Regions from separate parts of the Pan troglodytes genome. Here region 1 is linked to region 2. The links are chromatin contacts, called in public HiChIP or PLAC-seq maps. All regions are on one chromosome and are shown on one strand. Each heading gives the region's core, a stretch centred on a gene start, on an enhancer-like site or on the middle of the called end of the contact. The rest is flanking DNA. Distances are from core to core; before and after follow the strand shown. Region 1 holds the start of JAK2 (Janus kinase 2). Region 2 holds the start of CD274 (CD274 molecule).

What was found. HiChIP or PLAC-seq counts read pairs in DNA pulled down with a chosen protein or histone mark.
Region 1: a contact with region 2 is called in an H3K4me3 HiChIP or PLAC-seq map of stem cell-derived excitatory neurons, with 4 times the contacts expected there. The contact joins the promoter of JAK2 here to the promoter of CD274 in region 2. A contact is called at or near these places in 1 of 7 Hi-C or Micro-C datasets (stem cell-derived neural progenitor cells) and 1 of 1 datasets of contacts at active chromatin or transcription factors (stem cell-derived excitatory neurons).

The regions. Positions count from the first base shown.
Region 1 is chr11:110,919,821-110,922,520 of NHGRI_mPanTro3-v2.0_pri, forward strand. JAK2 (Janus kinase 2) reads right to left here and starts at 1,451. Exons shown (of 25, transcript XM_016960555.4): 1 at 284-1,451.
Region 2 is chr11:110,486,219-110,488,951 of NHGRI_mPanTro3-v2.0_pri, forward strand. CD274 (CD274 molecule) reads right to left here and starts at 1,282. Exons shown (of 8, transcript XM_001140705.6): 1 at 257-1,282. PLGRKT (plasminogen receptor with a C-terminal lysine) reads left to right here and starts at 1,351. Exons shown (of 6, transcript XM_063788739.1): 1 at 1,351-1,533; 2 at 2,631-2,733.

The DNA of each region.
Region 1 (2,700 bases), core at 201-2,700, 430 kb after region 2:
AATTTTAAAAAGGAATAAGGAGGCGGGGGCGCGGGAATTATAAGACACAAATGGAAGCAAATATCACCAGCAAGACTCGTTCTAGGTGTCGTCTTAAAGAGGAAGATTTTTCTGGCTCAGAAGTTTGCTGCCACTAGCAGGGGGCAGGCGGGATCAAAAGGTAGGAAGGGGGTGGAGAGACAGCTGCTGCCCCCCACCCAGAAGCCAGGCAGAGATAACACCCACCGGCTACACAGATCGGGCGACCAGAGCGCGCCCTCGAGCCCGCAGGGGCGGCTCCTACCCGGCGGGCCAAGGTCTGCGAAGCCCCGAGGCGGGCACGGCTCTGAACGACCTCCAGGCTGGGCCCTCGGGGGCCCTCCAGTGTGGGCTCAGCTCCCACTCACATCCCTCGGCAGCGAGGACCAGGCCTCTCCCTGCGCCGCAGCAGCCCTCAGCCCCGACGCGCGCCGCAAGCCCGGGCCGAGGGGCCCGACCGGCCGAGAAGCCGAAGTGGCGACGCGAACACCCAAGCGAGCCGGGCGCCGGCCCAGCCTCTCAGCGCCGAGGGAGGCCGTTAGCGGCGTCCGCTGCTGCCCCCTTCTGCTCCTCTTCCTCTCTCCTTCCTGCAGCCCCACGCCACTCCCACTTCGGGCAGCCGGGAAGCCCGTCACAGTTGTCTCCACCCTCTCCGGGGCCACACCGTCTTCTCAACGCCGCGGGCGACACTGGCTTCGCCGCCCGGCTAGCTTCGAACTCAGCCTCCCGGTTGGCCCGCAGTCTCCCCGAATGGCAGGAGACTGGGCCGGATAGAGGCTGGGGGAGAGCCGGACGCGCGTCCTGCAGTGCGCGTGCGCCGCTCGGTGCTGGTCGCGGGACCTGCAGGCGCGGGCCACGCAGGGCAGCTGCCTCTCGGGAAGCCGGCGAGCGCGCGTGGAGATTCCTGGGACGGCCCCTGGGCGTGAGCGCGCAAGGAAGTTAAGGCGGCGGCGCCTCGCGAAACACTGGTGCCCGGCTGGAGCTAGGTGCCAGCGCTGGGCCCGGCCCTCACTAGATGGGCGGGTGTGGGTGTGGCCGCCGCCCTCCAGGGACGCGGCCGGGAGTGACTCAGCCTGGCTGGCTCCCCAGCGCGCAGCCTGCACAGGAGGAGGCCGGGCTGCCTCCGCGCGGAGACTCCCCTCCCGCACACTTCTCCGCTTTCTGCTTTTCCTTCCACTTCCCGGGTACAGCAGACCTGTCCTTCCCCAGCCCAGGCTGCTAGGCCGAGGGGAAGTGGCGCCGGGGGCCGGGGACGACGCGCTCACACACGCTGTTTCGTGGCAATGCGACCTCGAGAGCCTGACTCCGATCAGGCACCTTGGCTGGAAAGGGGTGAGGGTGGGATGAAGCGCCCAGCTGCCTGCGGGTTGGCAACAAGGCCTAGCGAATGTTTCTCCTGGAGGAGAAACAACTTGACCGGCGTGGCCTGGTGTAGCCCAGGAGAGGGTGGAGACGACGGCTGTGACGGGCTTCCCGGCTGCCAAAGGGCCTCATTCATTTATTCAAATATTTACTGAGTGTCTACTAGGTGCCGGGCTGTAGGTCCCCAGAGATACTAGGTGAACACGACCCCACACACTCCTTGCCCTACTGGATTGTATTCTGATGGAAGCGACAAAACAACAAACAACGCTTTAAATGCATAATGTGCGGGGTGTGTAATTGCCACTAAGAAAATGCATAATTTTCTGCTGCCATATACATAATAACAAAGAAAAGGAGTAGAAAGTGAGGAGGGGGTGTGCGATTTTACGGTGGCCAGGAACGATTTCCTAGAATAAGTGACATTTGAGCAGAGATCTGAAGGATGAGAATGAACCAGTCCCATGACTATCTGGGAAAAGAATTTCAGGCAGAGGGACTCCTGAAGGCAAAGACCTTGAGAAGGGAAAGTGTTTGGCAAGTTCAAGGATCAGGAAAGAGGTCACTGTGGCTGGAGGACACTGAAGGAGGGGGCAGTGGTAAGAGGTGAGGCCAAAGAAGTAGCCTGGCACCAGATCGTGTAGGGATTTTTTCAAGTATTAGCCCTCTTTCTGTCAACCTAAATCAAGTGACGCATTCATAGCTCCTGTTTCCCCATACACAACTGATGCTGCTCTTCAGGTCTGTCTTGTACTTAATGGTTTCTTTAAATAAACCTCACCAAAGCAACTCCTGCATTTCTTCTTACATAAGACCCATTGCAAAAGGTCTTTAAGCAAATGATAGCAGCATAGGAAATTACTTGAATTCACCCTGAATCTTTTAAAGTAAATAATGAACTAGAGCTGTATAAGAGGGAGGGATTTACAGGAAAATTGCATTCCTATGGCTACTGCTTCATAGGCAATACATGGGCAAAGTTAGTAAGAATTTCTAATTAGTAATTGTGACTCAATGGCTTAGAATATCAAGGCCGCAATTACAAACAGTGACTACCAAAAGAGTTCCTATTTTCCTGCAAACAAAAACTGCTACTGAGGTAAAAGCTAGAACACAGACCCACATAATGAAGAAGAGCTAAAGATGAGCTTAATGTCATGGTTAAATGAAAAGCATCACAACTGTGGAAATGGAAATGTGATTATTTTGTGAGGGGAAGAAAATGCTTGTTTTAGAACTCTGAAGCAGTATTACTTTCATTATAAGTGATGTTTCTATATTTTGCAGTGATATACTTATGTAACTAGGCATGGTATCTGT
Region 2 (2,733 bases), core at 32-2,531:
TAAAGTGTAAAAACAACAAAAAAAGAAACGGTGTGCTGGATATTTTCTATTTATCCCTCCAGGCATTGTGCCTAGTAGGCTGACCTCTACAGACTACACAGACCTAGCTCCAGTGTCTTCTGGCTTCCTGGTGGATCCAGCCAGTGGAAGACCCCAGCTGGATATCAGAGCTGGGAGAACAGAGAGGTGGGTCTTCTCCACTCTGTCCCTGCTTTGGGCTGACGTCTCAGCACTGGCTACAACTATAGAATCTCACCTTACTTGGTGAAAAGTTGGCATTGCTTGCTTTCCTCTACTGAACGACACAGTTCCAGTTGGTTACTCTCGTACAGCCACAGCTACCGCTCTCGCCTTGTTTTAGTAACTGCTTCCTTCCCCCACCCCCTCAGCCCTATAGTTAGTAACAGCTCCCCGCCGTTACTGGTTACTACTGGTTATGGAAGGCGAACTATGTGCCCGACACTGTGCTAAATGCCCACATATATTATCTTTTAGTCCTCACAATCCAATAAATTAGATGGCTTTAGTCCTATTGCAGAGGTAATAAATTCAGAGTGACAGTGACAGAGCTAGAAATTGAAGGTAGGTGTGTTTATGCTAGAGTCTGTGCACTCAAACACGATTCCTTACTTCTTGCATCACTTGTTAACCTCCCTTCAAGAGTGTCAAACCTCCTGGTAACCCGCCCATTCCCTCAACTGGAAATGAGGGTGCTGTTGCAATTTTCTCATCCAGCCATTCCACAAATGGTATCTGGAATGTGGGACCCACAGTCCAGAATCCTGAGGGCTGCTGTTGAGAGCATCAGGACGCGCCCAGGAGGTCAGGGCGGTGTTCACTCACACGCTGAGCCTGGAGAAAGTTAGACGCCTTCTCCACCGCTGTGGTGGTTAGCAGGGACTTTCCTGAAGGCCAGAGACTGGTGACGTTCATGCTATTTTTCCAAGCCATTTGGTAGCAAAGAACAGAGTGCCAACAATTCAAGCATTCTCTCAGGCTGGGAGAGAGACTTGGCTTATTCAAGATAGAAATTGCTGGTGAGGTTGAGACGAGACTGACATCTCTCTGAGCAGCAGGGGAGAAAGACGGCTCTGTTCAAAAAAGAATGGGTAATTTCAGTCAGTTCTGTTCTTTCTCGTTTCTGTCTTATCTTTATGACTTTTTAATAGTGCCAATTTAACAGATAAGGGGACAGAGGCCTTTAATTGAGAATTCCACTCCGCTTCCTCTGCCTCACCTCAAAAATCTGGCAGCTGAGTCGCCGCGGCTTTGAATTTGCCTCTTTTGACCTTCCCCTCCCACCTCTGGTAACACTGAGCCTGGCCCGGAAGGACACACCCGGCTTCTGGCGGAAGTGCTGGCTCTTTAAAGAAGCCGAGGGCTGCGCGAATTGGCTGAGGTGCGTCATCTACTGTAGCTGGGCGCCAATCCCAACGCTGGGCGGAGCGAGGCCCGGTCCCTGCAGCGGGCGAAAGGAGCCCGGGCCTGGAGGTCTGTGTACCGGTCGCCTGGTCCCGGCACCAGCGCCGCCCAGTGAGTGAACACCGGCCGCAGGCGGGTGGGGAGAAGGGTCAGCCCGGCCATGTCAGTCAGCGCGATCTCCTGGGCTCCGGGCTTGCCAGGCAGCGCTGGGCGCCCGCTCCTCGTGAGCGCCTGCTCTTGGCTCTCGCACTGCCCCTGGTGCTGATAGGTATTGCCAATCTCGTTCCATTAGAGCGCGTTCTTGTCGCCTGGCGTGGACTCCGGATCTCTCCGTAGCTTTAAAATAGAGTTGAGAAAAACAGGCAGAGTGCTCTCAACAGAAATCAGCACACTATTGCGGGGAATACCTAAATTACAGTAATTGGCCTCAGGGAGCGAGGGCGGTGTTAATTACAGAAAACCTCCGGAAGCTGTGGGCTCTGGGCTGGAATTTGCAGGGGGATGTGGCTTAGTTTGAATGGGATGCAAATATTTATTGAAAATGATTGTGGTGAGACGATCAGTCATACATTCAGGCAATGTGTCATCTGATCAGGAAATAAGTCAGCGCAGTAATCCCGATGACAGAATTCATGTAATTAATTTTTTATGTCCCCCCAAGTAAAATCAAATCTAGGTACTCACAGGTGACCGGAAGAAAGGCTGTCTGGAACTTGCAGGCCCCACTTCTCCTCCCCAGAAATACACCTTCCCATAGTAATTTATAGCTCACCTGAGGCAGGGCTGAAGCATTAAAGACCCCTTCCAAGATCTCAGAAGGAATCAAAGGGAAAATGAAGACAGAGGGATTGAAATCAGGATTCTCTGCAAAACATCACTCTGAGACACAGTGATGTTTAAAATTATATAAGTAGCAAGACTTTTTTTTATGCATGGTAAAAAGTGTTAGAATTTTTAAAAGACTTAACTTATACAAGTGAGTGAAATCAAAGTTATCCCTATTGCAAGGTCAACTTTTGCTTATTTTCTGATACATATTTTGTGAGCAAGAGGAGATAGCTGAAAGTGTTCTGGACACCCTAGGGAATATTCCCAGACTTTGGGAGATGACTTTGCCAGGAATGGGGAAGTTGGGAAAGGAAAGAATGTTGAAAATACTGAACTCCAGGGTGAAATTTACAAGGTGTGATGGGTTTATTTATTCTCAGGTGTGGTTTCCCATAAGGAAGCTCTTCTTCCTGCTTGGCTTCCACCTTTAACCCTTCCACCTGGGAGCGTCCTCTAACACATTCAGACTACAAGTCCAGACCC